4 separate regions of the Sus scrofa genome follow, and all the other regions are linked to region 1. Evidence: chromatin contacts called from public Hi-C and HiChIP or PLAC-seq data. All regions are on one chromosome and are shown on one strand. The core of a region is the stretch at or near the end of the contact, and the rest is flanking DNA. Distances in the headings are between cores, read along the strand shown. Region 1 holds the start of DNAH7 (dynein heavy chain 7, axonemal). Region 2 overlaps HECW2 (HECT, C2 and WW domain containing E3 ubiquitin protein ligase 2). Region 3 overlaps HECW2 (HECT, C2 and WW domain containing E3 ubiquitin protein ligase 2). Region 4 overlaps HECW2 (HECT, C2 and WW domain containing E3 ubiquitin protein ligase 2).

Region 1 (5,433 bases), core at 1,597-4,096:
GCAAAACTAAAACTCGGTACTTTAAAAAAAATAATCTCTCATTCCCTCCTACCCACAACCCCTGACAACCACCATTCTGGTTATAGGAATTTGGCTATATACCTTAGGTAAATAGAATCATACAGTATATGTTCTTCTGTGACTGGCTAATTTTAGTTAGCTTGATGCCTTCATGGTTCATATATGTTGTAGCATGTGTCAGAATTTTCTTTTTAGGGGTGAAAATTGTTGCCATGTTATCTATCACTAATAGACTGGTTGAGAAATTGTGGAGAAGCTGCACTGGAATGCTATGCAGTGTCCGAAGGAATGAGAACATGATATGGATCCATCTCTGAGCTATATTGTGAGAAGGAAAAACAAATTACAGACTAGATTGTGTAGTGTTCAAAAATTTTTATAAATAAAATAGTTATATATGTCTATTTATGTATGGAAATGTCTAGAGTCTGCCAAAGAAACTAGTAACACTGGTTGTCTCCAGAGAGGTAAAAGATGCAGCATGAATGGGAGGGAGACTTATATCTTGCAAAATTTTGTTCTATTTGAGCCTTTTTCGTATGCCTTAGAACTTTTTAAAATAAATACCAGTATGCACACTATGAAAAAAATTCCAGTTTTATTACCACATTTTGTTTATCCATTCATCTTTCAAAGGACACCAGTTTCTTCCACCTTTTGGTGATTGTGCATAATGCTGCTATAAACATGGGTGTGCAAATATGTTTGATTTCCTGCTTTTAGTTCTTTTGGGCAAATACCGGAAGTAGAATTGCTGGATCATATGGTAATTCTATTTTTAATTTTTTAAGGAACCGCCATATTGTTTTCCATAATGGCTCTGCTGTTTTACATTCTGACCAGTATTGCATAAGTGTTCAACTTTTTCCATTTCCTCATCAATGCTTTTTATTAATAATAACTCTCTCTCTTCTTAATAATAACCACTCTAGGAGTTCCTGTCGTGGCTCAGTGGTTAACGAATCCGACTAGGAACCATGAGTTGCAGGTTTGATCCCTGGCCTTGCTCAGTGGGTTAAGGATCCAGCATTGCTGTGAGCTGTGGTGTAGGTCGCAGATGAGGCTCGGATCCTGTGTTGCTGTGGCTCTGGCATACGCCGGCGGCTATAGCTCTGATTGGACCCCTACCCTGGGAACCTCCATATGCCGAGGGAGTGGCCCAAGAAATGGCAAAAAAGACAAAACAAAAACAAACAAACAAAACCACTCTAGTGCATGTGAAATGGTATCTTCTTCTTATTATTATTTTTTCTTTTTATGGCTTAGGTTCCCAGGCTAGGGCTTACCTCGGAGCTGCAGCTGCTGACCTATGCACAGCCACAGCAACGCTGGATCCAAGCCACATCTGTGACCAGCCGCAGCTTGCAGCAACACCAGATCCTTAATCCACTGAGCGAGGCCAGGAATCGAACCCACATCTTCATGGGTTCTAATCAGGTTTGTAACCCAGTGAGCCACAATCGAAACTTCTCATTGTGGTTTTTATTTTCATTTCCCTGATGATTAGTGACGTGAGCATCTTTTCATATGCTTATAGGCCATTTGTATACCCTCTGGCAAAATGTCTTATTGAGTCCATTGCCATTTTTTAAGTCAGATTTCTTTTCTTATTGTTGTTGTTGAGTTTTAGTAATTCTCTATATATTCCGAATATTAGTCCCTTACCAGATATGTGATTTGCAAATATCTGCTCCCATTCTGTAGGGTGTACCTTTTACTCTGTGGGTATTGTTCTTTGACGTATAAAGATTTTAAATTTTGACGAAGTCCAGGGTCTGTTTTTTTCTTTTGTTACTTATGCAATTGATGTCATTTCCAAGAAATTTTTGCCAAATTCAATATCATGAAAATTTTTCCTAAGTTTTCTTCTAAAATTTCAATAGTTTAGCTCTAACATTTAGAACTTTGATCAATTTTTAGTTAATTTTTGTATATAGAGACCGATATTCTTTTGCATTGGATATTGAATATCCCAGCTACATTTGTTGAAAAGACACGGTTTTTGAATTCTGTAGCTTTGTACTAAGTTTTGATACAGGAAATGTGAGTCCTCCAACTTTGATATTTTTCAAGAGAGTTTTGGCTCTACCAGTTCCCTTGAAATTCCATGTAAATTCCATACCTCTGCTACCAAGTCCAAGCTCATACTGCTCATTGCATGACAGGCCAATTAATAAAGAGAAAAGTTGTTGGGGCAATGAATAGTGACTTTATTCAGAAAGTAAGCAGACTGAGAAGATGGTGGACTAGTGTCCCAAAGAACTAATGTACCCAAGTTAGAATTTAAGCCTCGTCTATACTAAAAGTATAGGAGGTGTAGCTGGTTGTTGCAAACTCTTGAGCTAGAATCCTTTATTTTTGCAGGCATACACATAGGTCAGGTCACAGGTCACGATGTTCCTATAAACCTCTGACAAATGTTATTCTCTATCTGCAAATTTTTATCTCTATATGAATGAAGAAAGTGTTACATCTTTAAAGGTCAGAGCATTGAGAATGGGCTATCCTGTATATTTCAGGCTATAGGCAACATTCTTGTAGTGAAAGCAAAAGAATACAAAGGTTAAAGTAAAGAAACAGATAAAATATGAAGTCAGATTTATTCTTTGCTATTAGACCATATTTCAAGGGTCCTTTAAGATATAGCACCAGCATGTCACCTTGCTTCATCTCTAGATTTTTCTAACTCCCTTTACTCAAATCTACTTTGTAAACTTTCAGAACTTCTTTCACCAGTTTCTCCACCAGCCATTCACACTAGTCTAGAGTCTTTATATACATGTTGGTTTAAATGAATTCTTGCAGGTTTATATATATATATATATATATATATATTCTTCTAAGGAATAGTTTTCTAATGTGTGGGAAAAGTCAAGAAAAAAAGCTGGAGTTGGAAATATATGGAAAACAGAAAAAAGGTGTTTACTGGGTTCAGCCTTTGCATGCTTTGGTTTCCTAATTCGATTCTCCCACATCAGTATTTAAATTTGCAATCCTTTCATTCCACTAGCCCTCTGCGAATTCTAGCCACAGAAAGTTAAATAGGAAAATAGGAGTTAAGGCAGGGACCTAGAACACCCAGCTAAATTAGGCGGAGGGTGTAGAAGTGGCCCAGGCGCCACCAATCGGTGAGAAAGCACCTCCCGTGGGAACGCACTGCCAGTTCCCCAGCACTGTCTCAGGAGCAGCAGACGACCGGAAATGGAACTTGCGAGGGCCTGTTGCTTAGCAACAAACGGAGCCAGGACGCTAGACGGCCCCTGCGGAGGGAGCGGAGCCTGCCCTGTCCCCGTTGCTGCATCTCTTGTCTGAGGGGTTCCCGGGGCGCCGGGCAGAAGCAGTCCAGGAGGCACCGGGTGCTGCCAGTAAATCCTCGCAGCCATGAGCAGCGAGCAGGTGAGAGGGCGGCTCCTTCCCAGACTCTTCCGGCCGCGAAGCTTCTCTCACATTTCTAAACGGATGGAAACCCGGTCTTCTGAACTCCCCAGTTGTAACCCCGCTGGGTACAGCTTCCTTCACCCCACTTATGATCTGGGATACTGAACGTTCTCGGGGAAAGCTTTTATATGTTCCCTTCCCAACTGTTTGACTTGGTGTTGTCGTAACAACCAAACATCAGCGGGGCAGCGGACCAAGGGGTTTAAATTATAGCCTCAGAATGCTAATAATAGTAGGTGTGTTTGGGCGGGGGGCAAACTTGGTGGGGAGTTGCCTTGGATTTGGTTTCTAGGGTTGGAATCCAAGCCCCTCCCTGGCTGTGAAACTTTGGGCAAATCAATTGGTCTAAGCCTTCTCTCCCTTTGAGACAAAGAAAAAGAATCAGAACTACTTTTCCTCCTTTCTAAGGTCATGAAGTTCAAATAATATGATACCATGGCATACCATGCTACACATGAAAGTGTTTGGTAAATGGCAAACGGAATCTCAGGAAAATATCCCCACGCCATGTAACAAAAGATGCCAGGTGAAACCATAGGTAATCATTAGTCAAATCCATTTCACCCACCTTCACAAATCAATTTTGCGTTTAATTGTTGCTGCGAAAGACTGGCGTGTCCTCCAAGCAGCATGGAGCCTAAATAATAGGATGCTTGCCTGAGTTGTTTCCAAGAGCTTGGAGTCAGCTGTGTCTATTTTGGGCTGAGGTAGTTAAGACTGGGTAGCTCCCCCACCTTCCAATTGGGCATGTGCAAGTATCTGGCTTGGTGACCTTTTGAGGACTAGAAACTCCATCCTCAGATCATGTTAATTGCCTCCGTTTTTCAAACTGGAGAGGCCTATAGGTTAATTATATCTGCGCAGAATGATAACTACGGCAGCTACCACAGCATTTCCCAATCATCTTTCCCCACGTTCCCCACGCCTTAGATGGCCCTGCTACTTTCTTTTTTATCCCATAAATACCGCAGCCCCTTGTCTTCTGGGAGCTAGATTTGAGATCTCCTTGGCTGCTGCCTGAATAAGTCCTCTCTCTGCTGCGAACCTCGATGTTCAGCGTTTTGGCTTGCTGAGCTTCTGGCAAAAGGAACCTGGGTTGGTAACACACTGTGCAGTGGCTACTTTTCACAACTCTTTCTTTATTGAGCTAAAGAGTAATTTTAAACAAAAGAAATGCTGAACAATGATCGACCATTTTAATACCAGAACAGCATGGGAAGATGTTAAATGCAGGCATTATTCTGGGCTAGCTTAACTCTCTAGGTTTGCCTTTTAGCATCCTGGTTTTTAATGGAAAACAGTTGGTTTTAACCCTGCAAATTTTGGTTTGCTGTAGACTGCAGCTTCTTAAGTCTGCAGGTTGTAAGCCTGCAAATTTTGGTTTGCTGTAGACCACAGCTTCTTAAGCCTGCAGGTTTTAAGCCTGCAAGATAAATTTGATTGAAGTCTGGTTGATTTATAATGTGATGCTTTCTGCTGTACAACAAAGTGATGGTTATACATATATGCATATCCATTCTTTTTCAGATTATTTTCCTATATAGGTCATCACAGAATTGTGGGTGGAGTTCCCTGTACTATTCAGCAGGTCCCTGTTCTTGTTTTGACATTGAAGTGTAATTCTTTCCTTTTCAAGGGTTTATAAATTTTTTTTTTGGTAGTGTTCTTGTGGAAACAGCGTTAAAAGTAACATTGAGTTGTAGACTACTACAGAAAATGTCAAAACCCTAATTCGTTAGTTAATAAATAATTTGCTTGATGCTTCCATTAGCCTTTGACCTGATCTTGAACCATATTCTATGGTGTTGAACTTTAAAATACACATCTACTGTATTTGCAGTGGTATTTCTGCATAGTTATTTCACAAAGCCCCAATTAACCAATTACACCTAAAAAGCATCCACTAAAAACTTACTGGCAGTTAAGTTTTAAGTTTTAAGTTTTGTTCTATCTTAATAAAAGTGATGTTTGGAT
Region 2 (5,433 bases), core at 1,650-4,149, 200 kb before region 1:
ACACACACACACGATAGAGAGGGAGAAAGGAAAAAACAATACTAAGGTATACAGTCCAGGCAGTTCTGCCTGCTATTCCATCTACTGAGATCATGCCTCCAAGATTAAGTGTGATGAAAAAATCCAGTCACTGATGGTCTTAGTTGAATATGACTCTCCGTGAATACAACCCAGCCTGTTGCGTGTACTTCTACTATTTAAATATATGGCCAAGCATTTTTCCATACAACGTGACTCCTAAATGTTTGCCAGCTGTTTCATCAGCTCTAACCCAAAGAACCAGTGACCTGTTTCTGTGCTGGAGGAAACCCTGGCTATGTTTGGGCTCACTGTGAGGTGCTAGTTTTGTCTCTGGCATGGTGTGACTTTGACTGAGTGGGTTTCACCTAAATCCAGCTTTAGGATTTAACCTCCCCTGTAGAATGAGACTCCACCGTGTTCTAGTGCTTTAAAAAACTAGAATCATCAGTGAAGGCTCCCTTACTCTCTGTAGGTCTATCTGTTTTACTTTTACTTTGATCAGATTTGTTTTGTTCTGTCTGCTGTTTCCATCTGTGGATCTAGAGTTATGTTGAAGCCTATATGCCATCTGGAGATTAAGTAGCATGTATGTTGCTTTTGAATGTCAAACAGGTTAACACTGGTTCTCCGTCCTTCTCTCCAGAGTGCCTACCGCATGTTTACAAACAACACGTGTTTGAAGCACATGATCACCAAAGTCCGGCGGGACACCCACCACTTTGAACGCTACCAGCATAACCGGGACCTTGTGGGATTCCTCAACATGTTTGCAAACAAACAACTGGAGCTGCCGAGGGGCTGGGAAATGAAACACGATCATCAGGGCAAGGTAACTGGAGGGAGTTGCCATGGGGAAGCTGCCGCAGGACTATGGGCTGCTAGTGGCTGTGGCACTTGGCCCTCCCCTTCTGGGGAGGGCTGAAAGCCCTTTTGAGGTGCAACATTCCATCTGCTGGTGCAAGTGAAACCTGGACAAGCAGGTAGTTAGTTACAATAAACAGGTGCTGTGCTCTTCTGAAGTAGTGTATGTAGTGGGTGGACATGAGGGCACTTGTTTGGCAAAACACTCACTTTGTCTGGATATTCTTCTAACTGTACTCTTGCCATTTTCTACTGATTAGAGAAGAGGTGTTTTAGGCAATGATACTTCCTTCTCCTCACTGTACAGCTTGCGTTGTGGGTAGTGGTATATAAGTTGTGACATTGTTTGGAGAAGGCTGCCCAGAGGTTGCTAAGCAACAATGCAAGGCATGTCTGTGATGCTGTCCTCTTTTTGGCCTCAGTCTTGTTGGTTCAGACCCCTGATTTTGTTAGCACAGTAAACAAGATTCACTGATTGATTAATTTATGATGAGAAATACATAGTTCAGTTGCACAGGCTAGAATAACCACATCTATACTTCCTTCTGAGGACAGATGAACCCAAAAGCCAGGTTATAATCAGGAGTTTGTTATATGAGTAAACAATCAGAGTAAAAATAATTTTATAATGTGCTTCTCAGCTAAGATTTTATTTGTTTCACTCTTATTCAGTACCTACTATCAGCCATGAACTGTTTAAGCTTTTTCTTTCTTTTTTTCTTTCTAGGGCCGCACCTGTAGCATATGGAAGTTCCCAGGCTAGGTGTCTAATCCAAGCTACAGTGGCCAGCCTACGCCACAGCCACAGCAGTGCTGGATCCTTAACCCACTGAGTGAGGTTAAGGGATCCAGATCTGAGCCATGTCTGCGACCTACACCACAGCTCACAGCAATGCTGGATCCTTAATCCACTGAGTGAGGCCAGGGATCAAACCCACATCCTCATGGATACTAGCCAGGCTCTTAACCTGCTGAACCATGATAGGAACTCTTGTTTAAGCTCTTTCTATGTTTAAGTTCTTCACAACTCCATGAGGCAGTGTTAGTATTATTACTGCTATTTTCTTACAAAGAGTCCCAGGTCTAGAATGGCTCGGTGACTTGCCCAGTGTCGCAGAGTTGGGCAGTGACTGAGCTGGGCTTTAACCCAGGCAGTCTGGTTCATACTCCTAACCACCACATTATGCTCTCCGAGTATTGAGTAGCCATCCTCAGTTTCCCTGTCTGTGAAAATTGGAAATACATGACTTATAGTATGGGGAATATTAAGTTGACAAGATATTTAAAATAACTATGCTTGACTTATTAGTTCAACAAATATTTATTGAGCACCTGTGCAAAACAGATAAGCCAACTACTTCATAGAACTGCCACTCTGATGGAAAGAGAAGGGCAGTAGACAGATAAGTAAATACATAGCATGCCAAGAGCTGATGAAAGCTGTGGTTTCAAAGAAAGCCGGAGATAGGGTCTAAAGAAAGGCAGGAGTGGAGAGTTACACAGCATGGCTGGGGAAGGCCTTGCAGATAAGACTCTTCATGCACACAGACCCGAACAAAGTGAAAAGCAAAGCGTATCAGGGAAGAGCATTCAAGGCAAATGGAATATGGAAAGTACTCAATAAAGACCATTCTCCCCTCTAGCAATAATACCATAGTGGCATCTCACTCATCCTGGACTCAGCTTCCAGCAGTCTTAACTGAGAATTTAAAAGCAGTCCAAATAGATATTAAGAAATGCATGCATATATTTTAATGCATGGAGGAACCCTCAGACTCTCATTGACACTATTGACTTGATTTCTGTAAGTCTTTTTAATAAACCTCTAATTCTCAGCCCAGAGAAGATTAGAAGTAGCCAGCATGAAGTTTAGAATAGATGAAAGAGGATGAATTTGTGATTAGGACCCTGGACCACAGACTGAATGGCGTTGTCGCAGAGTCAGGCAGGCGTGGCAGGGAAGCCTTTCCAGGAGCTAGGAAGCTGGCAGCAGGGCCGCCTGGCTCTGCCTGTGCTCTCTCCTTCCCGGGGAGGATGTCACTGAGTTGGCACTGAGTGTGGTCAGCAGCCTGAGAGCCCAGCCTTTGTAAACACTCTTCTGAATGGAACGACATAGGTGGTCCAAGAAAGGAACTTTGGAAAATGCCGATGGTGTTATACCTGCAGTAGCAGGCCAAGAATTCACCTCTGTTCTCAACTCTGACAATAGTTTACCTAAGTATCTGGAGCAGCTGTACTCATTAGAGAACTGTGAATCCAGGGGAAAAAAAAAAACCCAGGTGAGACAATGCTGCATGTATTTCTGCTCTGTGTAGTGACTTAACTTGCTAAACCATTTTGTTCGGGAGCTTATGGTGCAGCTGTGGAAGAGAAGGTTCCTTTCTTGCCAGTCATGACTTGCCAGACAGGCTTCAGGAGAGAGCTTTTTATTAATAACACCTGAACCTTGAGAAAAGTTTAAGTTAAACCTAGGATGCTATTTAGGATGAGTTACGATGTATTCTTAAGAACAAGTTCTGTCTCATAGTTTTTATAAACGTTTCGATGGTTAAGCAAAGGTAAATATTATCTTAGCTATGTGGGTAACATAAGCATCCGTCTTATTCCCAGAGGGTTTGGACTCATTTGGGGTTTTAACCTAAAGTTGTAGGCATTGTAAAGAGCTCTGAATGTGGGCTGTTGGGTGACCTCACGGTCTACTGGTGGCCTTGCAACTCGATGTTATTTGGCCTGGACAAAGACGTGGAAAGGAACCACCCCTGCCCCTCCCCATCACCTTGTGGACAGAATGGATTATCAGACAAGACTGAGAGCTTATCACTTTAGCCCGATTGCTCTGCTCTGTGCATTTGGACTTGAATAAGATTTTTAGCTAAGCTGGGCACCTTAACTAAAGCAGGTATATCTCCCTATGTTCCTTCCCTGTTCTTCCTTTACAAATGATTGGCTTCCAACGAGCTAAAATAATTGAAACGGACATTTGAGAGAGGCTGTTACTATATCTGTATTTGGCTGCGCTGCTTTTGACTGTACTTTAAAAGTCGTGGCTCCCATCCACCAGGCAGCTAATAGGTTTTCTTCCAGCCTGAAAATTTAGCTCCCCTTTTCAGTGAGTTGCTTTACCTACAGAACATTTAATGGGAGTGACCTTTTTTTCCCATTTAACATGTAAGCCATTTAATGCCATGAATTTTCCCACAGTTATGACCGATTTCTAGAGCTGACGTGAGATAGGGAGACCAAATCCTCATCTACATGAAAGGAAACAGTTCTTAAGAGGAAGGTTGTCACGCTCAGCTCCTCAGGCTTATGAAGTGTAGCACCATCTTCTTTTCTCAAGTGCAACATCTTCCTTTTGTGTTTTATTTTGTCTTTCAGCACACTTTTGAATGCCTACTATGTGCATGCCTCTGTGATAACAGTGATACACCTAACACTTACTGTAGCATAATATAGTACATAGTATCAGCTATGTGATAGACATGTTGAAAGCATTTAGATGACTTTCTTCCATACTCACAGCAGCCTGGTACATAACTACTATTTTTACCCACATATTCTAGAAGAGGAGGCTGAAGCACAGCATGGAATTGACCAAGGACCTACAATCAGTATGTGATAGAACTGGATTTGACTCAGACTGTCCAGAGTCCCTGTGCTCACCCTGGCTCTCACTAGTGGGTAGGGTGAATGCATAACTTCCAGCAGTTATAGTGAAGGTAGCAAAGGGTGCTCTTGGAGCCCATGGTAGGGTGTCCTCCCATAGTTGAGAAGACGAGGACTTTCAGGCGCTTCATCAAAGGGCAGCATATTGGGTGCATTGCTGTTAGCTCTCCAGGCATAAGTGAATCCCCATATAATCTCCCTTGCATGGTTTCATGACATCTGCCCTCATCTGTCTCAGGGTATAGTTGTTAACTTGTTTTATCTTCCCAAGCAGATGTTCTCCTTCTTGAGAGTTCTTCTATTTATTTCTTAATTATTCCCTCTTCAACCCCTGAGTCTTACATGTATAGGATTCTCAAAAGAAGTTTGATGAATGAATAAAACTTGTCACAGTTATTCAGTAATCTCTGCTTTGGACCAATGAAGCTGCTTCTAGGCTCTCTCCTCATTGCCACTTCCTCCTCCTCTGCTCTCAACAGAAGCAGGTCCTAGATTTGCCTGATTTCACTTCTTGTAATGCATATGTTGTCTTGAATTTTCCCATTACAGGTTTGAATGAGGTAGTGATTATGCTCATATCTCACTTTGGCTGTCTTCAATTTTGAAAGAGATTTTTTTTTCCTAATTACTAAGGCCAAGAGTTTAAATTAGGTGATATTATATAGTATTCTAGATCTTGGCTGCTTTTTGGGGGGAGCTCTAGTCTGAAACATGTCCTTGACATATATAAAGGAAGACAAGTACAATATTCTTTTTCAATTGACTGCTAATTAAAGAGCAAGAACAGAATATCAGGCCTTGCTAGGTAAAAGGAGGATGATGATACTGACAGTGGCAATGGTGATAATGATGATACCTGCATTTATTAAGCTCGTGCCATGTGCC
Region 3 (5,433 bases), core at 899-3,398, 160 kb before region 1:
TAAAATCAAATAGAATTTGTTCACAAGGTGAAGGCAGTAAAGAAAGAAATTATAGGACTGACAGAGATTCCTTCTAACTCTGTAAATTTATAAAATAAACTTGAATCAATGTGTTAATGTAACTTTCAAATATCCCTCTGATCAGAGTTGTATGAATCTTCAACAGTACTTGTCAAACTTGTTATGTTTATTTCAGACACTGAGTGGACTCATGGAAATTTGTTAGGCACCAAATCTGTTATTTTTGTATCCTAAAAGGAAAAGGGACATTACAGCGCTGCAGTGGTGATCTTAACCACTTTCATTTTAATGTAAACATAAATGTGTACAGACATAAAATATGCATAAACTTCTTATCCTTACAGTTTTTATAAGCTACAAAACCAAAAGACTTATAAATTAAGAACTTTAAAAAAATTCAAATTAATAATATTGTGAGAAAATTTTGTTTTTCAGAAGCCAGATGACCTGAGTTGAGACCAATGTCAGTGGAAAGATACATTTGTGCTTTCATTTCACTTGTGTTTGACTTGTTGCTTTTGATTGATTGATTTTGTTGCCTCTGCGGTGTTATCACGGTCATCATTTTCCCTTCTTAGCAAATAGCTTATTTTTATCTACTGTTTTGTCGTTGTGATGAGCCAGTTCATTCAGTAGTGGACCCTCAAGTACTATATGAAGAAAACTATATCACCAAATGTACCTATGATGATTCTACCGCCCTCCTCTAATTATAAACTATTGTAAAACTTTTGCTCTTAGAATATGCTTTACTTAACATAAATGCAGTGTTCACTTTTTAAGTCCACTTACTTCGTTTTCTCTTTAGCCTGTGGCAATTTATATATACATTACTTTGCCTCATTTCATAAGCATCATTTAATTTGCAAATTAATACTGCAGGAGAAAAGTTTTGTCTGGGTCAAAGCATTGCATGCGGGTGGCAGACAGGAACTGTTAATCATATTTAACATCAAGGCCCTGCTCATCAACACATTGAAAGTTCACCTCTCATCACTTGGCAACAAGTAGTTCTTGTAAATGCAAACATGGGAGCTGAAGTCACTAAGCTGTGTTCAGTCATAAATGTCATCTGGATTATCCAAAATATGCTTACCTCATTTTAGCAGTTTTGATCAGCAAAGTGAAAGCACAACATTTAATAATGCTCCCAGAACTCGAGATTATGTCTGTAGATTTCTAGTAGGCAATGAAGCCGGTTTAAGAAATACTGGAGTAGGAACTCAGTGGTAACAGACCCGGCTTAGTATCCATGAGGATGCAAGTTTGGTCCCTGGCCCTGCTCAGTGAGTGTAGGATCCAGCGTTGCCCATCTGGAGCATGTCTCAGGCATGGCTCTAATCTGGCATTGTTGTCACTGTGGTGTAGGGCGGCAGGTGTGGCTCTGATTTCACCCCTAGCCTGGGAACTTCCATATGCCATGGGTGTGGCCCTAAAAAGACAAAACAACAACAAACTGGACTGTAGAATATTGGACAAATACATGATAACCAAGAAATACTTCCCCCATTTTTCCCCTGAGAATAGATTGGTGATGTTTCTGAGGGTATCCACTGACTTCTCTCTCTCTTCCTCAGCCTTAATATGCTCTTGACAGTGAGTAAACCAATGCCTTCTTTGTTTTTACATGAAAGAACTTAATGAAGGACGTAATGAAGGAGGATTGGGTATGAGGCCTAAACAGGGTTCAGTTAAGTGAATGGAATAATTTAAATATTCATATCATCCAAGAATTGCCTGAGGGCTCTCTTCCACTGCACCATGAACCCTTTGAGAAAGAGGCTGTATCTTACATACTGTTGGATTCCCAGTATGTGATACCATGCCTAGCACATAGTAAGCACTCAGGAAATGTTTGCTGAATGAATGCCTATTACTATAAGAAAGTCCTTAGCGACGTGAGGTACATCAGATAACATGCTCCAGTGTCTTGTTCCTGGAAGCATATGGCCCATTGCTTGTCACAGTGATAAGTTAACTGGTAGAAAACTAGACTCAGCCTGCCTCTGGAATGTTCCAGCCTAAAGAATCTGACCAGTTGCCTCTTAGTTAATATCTGGAAAGTGATGAAAAGTTTCCCAACGGGCATATTTCCTCTGGTATCTTTCCCTTCCCTTTCTTCACTCTGTCATCCTTATGACTCAGGAAGCTATGACCTGTACCTTATTCACAGGGTTCATACAAGCCACAGTCCAGAGCATGCTCTATTTTTCATCACTCAACCCATTCTGTGTGGTTCCAGGTGAAGGAGTGGAGGAGAGTACTCAGCCTGTTTGTTTTCTGGTTCTCTTCTGTTTTCCTGGTTGGTTGTGGAGATAGACCAGGGAGATAACTGCATGTTGGTTGGAGATAGCTTGCGATTCTTCAAGATCAAAGCATATTGTTACTAACCCTTATAAGAGTACATCTATGGTCAAGTTATTGTTCATTTTTTCTACAAAATGAATAATTTTCTATTGTTCAATTTTTCTAATTTGGATTTTTTTAAACGAACTTTTATATCTCTTATTAAAAAAAAACGTTTACCAGATAAGGGGCCTTGGTTTTGTGCTTCAGATATGTGACTATCACACTTGAAGGAGAATGTTCTATTTGGTTTGAACCTTAGGCTGAAATATCCTTAAGCAGAGAGGAGAGGCTGGCTTTTCTCTTCTGAGCGATTTCTTTAACTTGCCATTCATCTGTATCTCTATATCTGTACCTATATTGCCAGTAGCTGGCTACCACATATAGTAGATACTATAAAATATTTCTATAGTATAAAATTTCATAATGTAAAATTACATCATATAAAAATCATATAAAATTTGCTTAAAGAACAGCAGAAAAAACTTGATAGTATCAAAGGTTAGATGCTTCATATCTAACATATTATGTAAAATAGATCTAGGCAGAAGAAGCCTAGGACCAAACTCTGTTTATCACTTCTAGTAAGCTAGGTGGCTAAGAGCAAATCAGTTGACTTTTCTGTACATTAGGGAATTTTTTATCTCAACAATTAAACCTTGCCTTTCACCTCATTCCTTTCAAGTCTGGAAGCAGTTGAGAGGAGAATTTGAAATTTGGAAATACAAAATTCATTAGAACTTTGTGAAAATTTCAAGTAGAAAAACAAAGTGCTCTATAGACGAGAACTAAATTTACATAAGTACTTAAATCAGAGATTGATATTTTATTTCATAGGGTGACAGGAATCGGAATATGTTGTCATTTACACTTAGAGTATGATTGCATACTTGCTTTGTCCCCTGTGTTCCTATCACATGTAATGCTTTCAATACCATAGTTTATGTTCTTCTTTTTGTCCTCATCGTATCAAAATTGATATGATGTGCTTTGAAATAGCTTGATGTAAATGAGAGGAAGCAACCAGGAAAATGTTATTAAATTTATATTTATATAAATAATTGAAACTATTAAAATGATGACTCAATAAACAAACAAACAAAAAGCTGGTGTTATCACATATATCTATAATAACAAAATAATGGTCCAAATAGCTTACATTATTGTGTTTGGTATGTGAAAGTATATGTACATTTACACAAGTTTATGCACAATCTATTTTGCCAACTGTAGTAACTGAAAGTGATTTAGGTTTCAGTTATTGGAAAGAGCCATATGCTTTTATATTGAATATATAATTTATAGATACTACCTTCTTCCAAGTAGAAATGTGCTCATTGCACATAACATAGAGGTATATCCCCAGGAAAATAAATGAATATCCCTGCACCCTCTTATTCTTGAATAACAGGAAATCAGCCTGAATGGTCCAGACCGTTGCTTAGATTCAAACCCACAACAAGGCCTTAACTCAAAGCAGAGACTGAGTTTTATTGGTTGGATGGTATTGCTACCTCCAGTAGTATTTAAGGAGCAAAAGATGAAAGCAGTGAAATAATGTTTTTCTCAATGTTAGAACTGGAAGATGTTAATGCTTATGAGGTCTTCCTTGAAGGCAAGCACCATGTCTTTCTTGGATGTGTGTTCCTAGGGCACAACAGCGGCCACATAATAGGTACCCCCAAAATGTTGTGCCTATTGTTTAAATGTTGTGTTTATTGTTTAAAAAAATGTTGCCTAAAGCACCAAGTTATGTCCCGAGAGTCTACTGCACACATTTCAGATTTTTTTTTTTTTTTCTGCTTGAAAAGGGAGAAGATCCAATTTATCCGAACTGAAGGGACCCCAGGATTGGTGCGTCTTTCAAGTGATGCAGACCTTGTTATGTTGCTAAGGTATGTAACCCCTTCTTGAAGTGGGAAGTCTCCTATCATCAGGTATTATGGAGCATTTTAGGAAACAGTATGCCAAAATTGGCAGCCTGTGAATACCTCCTTTATTCTTAAAGGTTTGTGGAATACTCCTGTTTAGTGATAATTCATTTCAGATTTTTTTCAGATTTCTTGTCACTGAAATCAGTTTGATTTTGTTTGTACCCTGTTGATAAAGGAGGTGGTTTTGAAGAATGGAAAGGTCTGTAGAGACCAGTGAGTAGAATGTCCCACTCACAGAATGGAATAGGTCATGTGTGCCTGGCTTACCTCATTCAGAGTAGAAGAGAGCTTGTATTTATATTTACATCCAATTTTTTTTCTCAAAATGTGTTTTGTCTCCTTTTGCTTATTAGACATTATTTATTTACTTTATGCTTTTGAGAATTTAAGCTTGAGAAATCAGGTAAGAAAGTTGAAATTTGGTCACTGGTACTCACTGCCAGCCTGGTAGCCCTTCATAGAATTGACCAATTGCATTTTCTTTTCTGACGGTTAGATGAGCTTGGGTTTTAAACTTTAGAGTAGTTTAGAATGGAAACTGGCAAGCTTTCAAGAGACTTTTTCATTTTTGATGTTATCTCTCAAATTTAGGAGGCCAGAGTAAAATAATGCTTTTGCTCTATCTAGTGATTGGCACACCCACTATGATAACCTCCATAGAATTAAAAGGCAGTCCTGCTGGACCATATCAAGCAATGTTTTATTTATCCCCAAGTGTTAACAGTCTCATTCCTATTATTGATTATCATCTTAACTCTAACCATTTCTAACTGCCTGTTTGGTAGTTGCCGTATTTGTAAAACCCAAACCAAAAAGTTACTTTCTTTTACTGTATAGTTGGAGCATAGAGTTGGGATACAATCACTTTCCATAGATATTTCACTTCACTTGATGCTGAGCAAGACCTATTGGTGGGTGTGGTCCCTTCTCAGTACAAGGCCTTAACTCAAAGCAGAGGCTGAGTTTTATTGGTTGGATGGTACTGCTACCTACAGCAGGTAACTGTAATACTCAGCTGTGGTGTTCTGAACCAGTTCGGAAAGCAGGAGGGACTTGAACCCACGTGCTGGGACTCGAACCCAGCCTAAACTCAGATTGGGACTTGAACCCACGTGCTGGGACTTGAACCCAG
Region 4 (5,433 bases), core at 1,150-3,649, 130 kb before region 1:
GGGGCAGCCAGAGGGCTGCTTTGGGAGCCCCCAGGGAAATCTGAGCAAAGTTCCATGGTTCCTGGTGGCCCCTTGGTCAAGTTATTATTTTCAGCTGCCCCAGAGGGTGATTCCATCACGTCACCCTAAGGCTTCTTGGCCCTGAGGGTCTACTCTGTTTGCATTTTTTTTTTTTTTTTGTGAACCTGGGTTGCTTGTCAGTCTAACTCGAATTTCCCAAAGTGCAGTACAGACAGGTGATGTGTGAGATGATTGTAGCTATTATGTAGATTGACACTTTTTTTTTTGAAATTTTAATTATTGTTTTTTTAATAGTTATTTCCCCAATACAATTTTTTTTTCTACTGTACGGCATGATGACCCAGTTATACATACATGTACACATTCTATTTTCACACATTAGAATGACATGTTTTAATATTTATGTGTTTAGAAAAGATGTAAAGCCAGCACATCATAATTCCATAAATATTGTGTAAGACAAGGCTACATTGGAAAAGCAAGTAGACTTAAAGTTTAAAACATGAAGTAAAAGGCAGTGCATAGATATTCAAATATGGCAAAAATTAAGAAAGTATGTGGATAGCTGAGGTCTGTTCTAAGTAAATTCTATTAAGCTCGCAACTAAAACATATAAAAGCCATTTCATTTTTCTTACTAATATTCCAGCTCCCTCTTCTATTTATAGTAGGATTCTTTTCTGTCTCACACAATCCCATCCGTCCACAAGACTCAGATGATTTCTTTTCTTTGTCATTTAAAAAAAATATATAGTAATGCCCATGGAGGAAATTCCATAAGAGGAAAAAAAAAATGGAGTGAACAAAGGAAGTCTTATAAAATCCTACCACCCCAGTTTATACATTGCTTTCATTTCCCCCTTTGGAATTCCTTGCTGTCTTTGAACCCTTGTGTATGCTTTTTATCATAGGGTAGATGTACTTTATATTTTTCATTTTAAATTGAGCATATCAAATTGCTTCATTGCAAACTCCTCTTTACTGCATATTTTTGCTCTCGGCATTGTTGGCCACTTGTCATTCCTTAACCTCTCACAATTGTTTCGTAGCTGTTCCTTTGACCCTGATGGCTTTGTAAGTAAAATGGAATTTACACTGCAGTTCAGGTGCAAGAGTTTTAGCCTCTTCTCCAAATACCTTCCTGAGGGAACTTTAAACACCCTCGTTTTTTTCTTGTCTATAATTTTCCTTGGTGTTTTATAATTTAAAGTTTTCATGTGAACCCTATCATTCTCTCTTTTGCCTCTGATCTCCCTAGGAGGCCTTATATCTGTAATATCTTCTCACCAATCCACTCAAGTCTCTTTCCTTCCCCATTTAAAAGTGCTTCAGAAACCCATGAGCACTCCATGTCCCAGTGACTGTATGTGAAGCTGACGCCTGCCTGTTTTACCCTGCTGAAATAAAGCATGCCCACTGTACTCTCTTTCTCCACAACCTGGCCCCGAGCATTTACATTATTTACTTTTTTATGCTATTTATACAATCAAATTTTTAGCATATCGCCTATTTCATCTGTTATCTGATGTATAGCTTCAGTTTTGGATATGCTGCATATAAATATTCATTATGCCATCTGAGTCACAACGTGGACAAGATCAGGAATCATGATCCTTCAGTTTGGTTTGGACAATCCTATTATGTAGATAATTAGACTTGTAATGAGTACACTATAGAAAGTTGAGCTCTGCAGAAAATGTGCCTAATAAGTAGGAAAAAAATTATAACTGCTTTTTTTGTGTGTGTGGATTTTTTTTTAAAGGCTGGATTACAGTGGACCTTCCAGAGAGTTTTTCTTCCTGGTATCCAGAGAGCTCTTTAACCCATATTACGGCTTATTTGAATATTCAGCCAATGACACATACACAGTACAAATAAGTCCCATGTCTGCTTTTGTAGACAATCACCATGAATGGTAAGTATTCTTTTCCTCAACACTTTTCTTCAGCTGATTTTTCTCTGTGATACTACTTTTTATAGAAATCCGTAGAAAAAAATGCTTTTTTTAAAAAAGCGTTTTTCCCCCTTGGAGAAAATCATATTTGCAGTTAAATATCTCATTTGACTCTTGTTTGTGCTATCAAATCTGATATACAGACAGTCTCCAAGCTAGGAATAGATTATTTCCAGAAGACTAATTTTAAGTGACTTGGGAGGAATTCAAATAGTTGCTCCCATTGAGAACTGCAGATGATCGTTAGCCTCCTGGTGAGACCCTACGTTCCTCTCTGCAGCTTTGGGCAACTCTGAGCTCTGGCAGGGACTCAAGGGTAAGTAGGAGAAGGTCTTGACCCAGAGACAAGGTCAGATAGCTTCTAGAGCAGCCCTTGGGGAAGTGGCTAACACTGGGGGAGGGGCAGAGCGGCTGGACCGTTGTTGTACTCTAGAGGAAGGAAGGGAGGGGTGACCGGAGGACCTTATGGTGGAAGGGAACCCTGGCAGGCGGGCCGGGCAGGAGTGCAGAACCACAGCAGCGACCACTTACCCTACCAACCATTTGAAGTTTGGAGCCAGGGCTTGCCCTTTTCCTAATTTCTCACTCAAAATCAAGGGAAACTAGTGTAGGATTCCCATTGGGGGATTCTTTATTCTGAAAATCCCCAATTGCATTCTTTCCATGACATTTTTTTTTTTTTTTTACATTCCTGAATTTATGGACTTGGAAGTATCTTTATAACCTTTGTTTGCTTATTCATGTTCATTTTCACTATAGTAACAAAGAAAAAAAAATAACATGAATAGGACTCATGGAAAAACTTTCTTGAGTCATGAGGTTAATATTGGTGGGTGGAGGGCATTAAGTTTTAGGACTTAGTCTTCAAATTTACTTCCGTTTAACTACGATTCGGAGTCCTCCTAGGGGTAGCTATTGCAGTTATGCCAACGCAAGTGGAAATAAAGAAAACCAAAGCAGCTAGACATTAGCCTGAAAATGGTTGCCTGACGCTAACACTACAAATGGACAGTATGAACCTCAGGGTGGATTTGCACTTTTAGAAGACATCAAACTTTCAAGAAGCCAGAAACTTGAATGCTTTTGAAAAAGAAAATACGTGTCCATCTCAGTTAGCAAATCTAGTCATGACGACCATTTAAGAAAGTTTCCACAGTGATTCAAAATAGAATTAAGCCCTGAAATTTTAGAGAACAGAATGTCCCATGAGGAAACTCCCTCAAATGTACACATGCATAATTCTTGGATGGTGACAATTATTATCAGGAGTGGGTATGCGAGAGAATGGAGATAGGAACTTTCTCACTCTGAGATGGGGCCTTTCCTCAAAAGGGAATTACTCCTGGGTTTGCTTTAGAGAAATCCTGCTAATATTCATGCAAGCAAAGAACCAGGGGACAGCATCCTTCTCACCACCACTGGTCTCATTCTGTCAACATTTCTTAGAAGTGGTTTGGGGAAATTTCACTATCCTGCTGACAGGGAATTCATTACTGGGGCGGGGGTGAAGGGGGAGCATTAGAGTGAAACATTTCTTCCACAAATAGGTGTGAATATTGACTTCACGAAGACACAGCCCAAAGTGCACACACACATGGACCTCATAGGCAATTCATCTTGGACAAACTTAGATTCTTAGATCTGGAAGGCACCGTTTTGTTTTTTGTTTTTTATTTTTTGTTTTTTTTTTTAAGGGGCCAAACCTGTGGCATATGGAAGTTCCCAGGCTAGGGACTGAATCAAAGTTGCCAGTCTACACCACAGCCTCAGCAACACCAGATCCAAGCCTCATCTGCAACCTATGCCACAGCTTGTGGCAACACCGGATTCTTAACCCAACTGAGCGAGGCCAGGGATCAAACCCGAATCCTCACAGACACTATGTCGGGTTCTTAACCGGTTGAGCCAAAAACGGGAACTCCTGGAAGGCATTCTTGAGAGGAAATAGAACCATGTAGAAACTACCCTGTGATGTGTAAGCTGTCTCCTGCTTTTCCTTCGCAGGTTCCGGTTCAGTGGTAGGATCCTTGGTCTTGCGCTGATTCACCAGTATTTGTTGGATGCCTTCTTCACGCGGCCCTTCTATAAGGCTCTTCTCAGAATGTAAGAGTATTTTTATTGCCTGTGTAATGAGCATGTAAAAATTTAATATTTCCCTTATCAAAAAGGGTCTTGGTTAATGTCATTTATCTGCTCACCAACTCAAATCTGTTATTACTAAATAATAGCCTAGATTTCTGAGAGTCACACAGATTCAAATAGGGTTTACTGGATTTGGGGGGTTTCTGATCCTTTATTCCTATCTTGCTCCCAAAGTCTTAGTTTTGCTCTACTCCGGATCATTTATTCTCATTTGTTATAACGCATGTTTCTTCAAAACAATTGCACTTCACATACAGTACTGGAATTCCTGTGGTATTAATGCCAAGTATTAATAGAATAGTTGTGGGTTAGTCTTGATGACTCACAGCCCCCCATCTTTCATGAGATGCATTTTGTATTTTGCTTTATGCAAACTTTCAACTGCTTACTCTTGGTTCAAATTCTCATTCTCCTTTGTTGTGTTTTGTTTGTTTGTGAGAGGTGAGCCATATTGTTAAGAGTCCTATATTTTTCTTGAGACTCCTTTATATGCAAGACAGTAATTTATGATGGCAGATGAAAAATTTAGCATTCCACAGAACTTTTTCTTCATTGTTATCACAATGAAAGATTGCAATTATTGTAAAATGTAGAGCAAACAGTTTCTATCCTATAATCAGTAGTCATTTGCAAGGATGAACAGGAGAAGCCAACTGTCTGTTAGGGTTGTAGCTCAAACATGCAATGAGAAAACACAGAATGATTGCATGCTTCTGACCAGCTCATTCCCTAACCAGAGCCATATATCTGCCATCTGTAAAATGGAAGCCTAGACTTCAAATGAAAACAAAGTGGTTCTTTTTTTTTTTTTTTTTTTTTTTTTTTGTCTTTTTTGGGCCACACTCGTGGTTTATAGAAGTTCCCCGGCTAGGGGGTGAATCAGAACTGCAGCTGCTGGCCTATGCCACAGCCCCCAGCAACACCAGATCCAAGCCGCATCTGCAACCTACACTACAGCTTACAGCAACGCCGGATCCTTAACCCACTGAGTGAGGCCAGGGGTTGAAGTTGAGTCCCCTTGGTTACTAGTTGGGTTCGTTACTGCTGAGCCACAACGGGAACTCCCAAAGCAAAGTAGTTCTAATGGGCTCTTCAAAGAGTCAGTAGGAAGACTTTTCATCATGTTCCCTTTTGGTATCTGGGTCGATGAAGCCCTGGGTAACTGGGGATTGGCCTTCCGCCTCTCTGGTTCTCCCTGGCCCATTTTTGCATCTTCCTTTTCATTGCCTTATCAATCATCTTCCCCTCTAAGCTTCCTGAAAGAGTAGTCTATAAGTGACTATTGGCACACCCTCAACACACTTTAGCCTGGCCTTT

The links. Hi-C and Micro-C count contacts between places; a contact is called where the count stands out from the background. HiChIP or PLAC-seq counts read pairs in DNA pulled down with a chosen protein or histone mark.
Region 2: a contact with region 1 is called in an H3K27ac HiChIP or PLAC-seq map of skeletal muscle, with 7 times the contacts expected there. The contact joins the enhancer-like site here to the promoter of DNAH7 in region 1. A contact is called at or near these places in 15 of 47 Hi-C or Micro-C datasets (alveolar macrophages, blood, embryonic fibroblasts and 8 more) and 2 of 2 datasets of contacts at active chromatin or transcription factors (alveolar macrophages and skeletal muscle).
Region 3: a contact with region 1 is called in a Hi-C map of omental adipose tissue, with 2.0 times the contacts expected there. The contact joins the enhancer-like site here to the promoter of DNAH7 in region 1. A contact is called at or near these places in 12 of 47 Hi-C or Micro-C datasets (alveolar macrophages, blood, brain and 7 more) and 1 of 2 datasets of contacts at active chromatin or transcription factors (alveolar macrophages).
Region 4: a contact with region 1 is called in a Hi-C map of subcutaneous adipose tissue, with 2.2 times the contacts expected there. The contact joins the enhancer-like site here to the promoter of DNAH7 in region 1. A contact is called at or near these places in 2 of 47 Hi-C or Micro-C datasets (embryonic fibroblasts and subcutaneous adipose tissue) and 2 of 2 datasets of contacts at active chromatin or transcription factors (alveolar macrophages and skeletal muscle).

The regions. Positions count from the first base shown.
Region 1 is chr15:99,984,761-99,990,193 of Sscrofa11.1, reverse strand. It overlaps DNAH7 (dynein heavy chain 7, axonemal), which reads left to right and starts at 2,846. Exons shown (of 67, transcript XM_021075816.1): 1 at 2,846-3,417. The coding sequence starts at 3,403.
Region 2 is chr15:100,183,542-100,188,974 of Sscrofa11.1, reverse strand. It overlaps HECW2 (HECT, C2 and WW domain containing E3 ubiquitin protein ligase 2), which reads left to right. Exons shown (of 28, transcript NM_001198924.1): 13 at 665-850. Among named protein-coding and RNA genes, the nearest start is that of STK17B, 120 kb to the right of the region's middle. Within about 2 kb of position 2,899, at least 6 of the 83 cell types and tissues checked have an H3K27ac peak or open chromatin away from gene starts, as enhancers often do. A contact at or near this core is called in alveolar macrophages, fetal liver and skeletal muscle, where this site is marked.
Region 3 is chr15:100,148,901-100,154,333 of Sscrofa11.1, reverse strand. It overlaps HECW2 (HECT, C2 and WW domain containing E3 ubiquitin protein ligase 2), which reads left to right. Exons shown (of 28, transcript NM_001198924.1): 17 at 4,179-4,262. Among named protein-coding and RNA genes, the nearest start is that of STK17B, 85 kb to the right of the region's middle. Within about 2 kb of position 2,148, at least 12 of the 83 cell types and tissues checked have an H3K27ac peak or open chromatin away from gene starts, as enhancers often do. A contact at or near this core is called in alveolar macrophages, omental adipose tissue and retroperitoneal adipose tissue, where this site is marked.
Region 4 is chr15:100,118,992-100,124,424 of Sscrofa11.1, reverse strand. It overlaps HECW2 (HECT, C2 and WW domain containing E3 ubiquitin protein ligase 2), which reads left to right. Exons shown (of 28, transcript NM_001198924.1): 21 at 1,783-1,935; 22 at 3,979-4,077. Among named protein-coding and RNA genes, the nearest start is that of STK17B, 55 kb to the right of the region's middle. Within about 2 kb of position 2,399, at least 9 of the 83 cell types and tissues checked have an H3K27ac peak or open chromatin away from gene starts, as enhancers often do. A contact at or near this core is called in alveolar macrophages and subcutaneous adipose tissue, where this site is marked.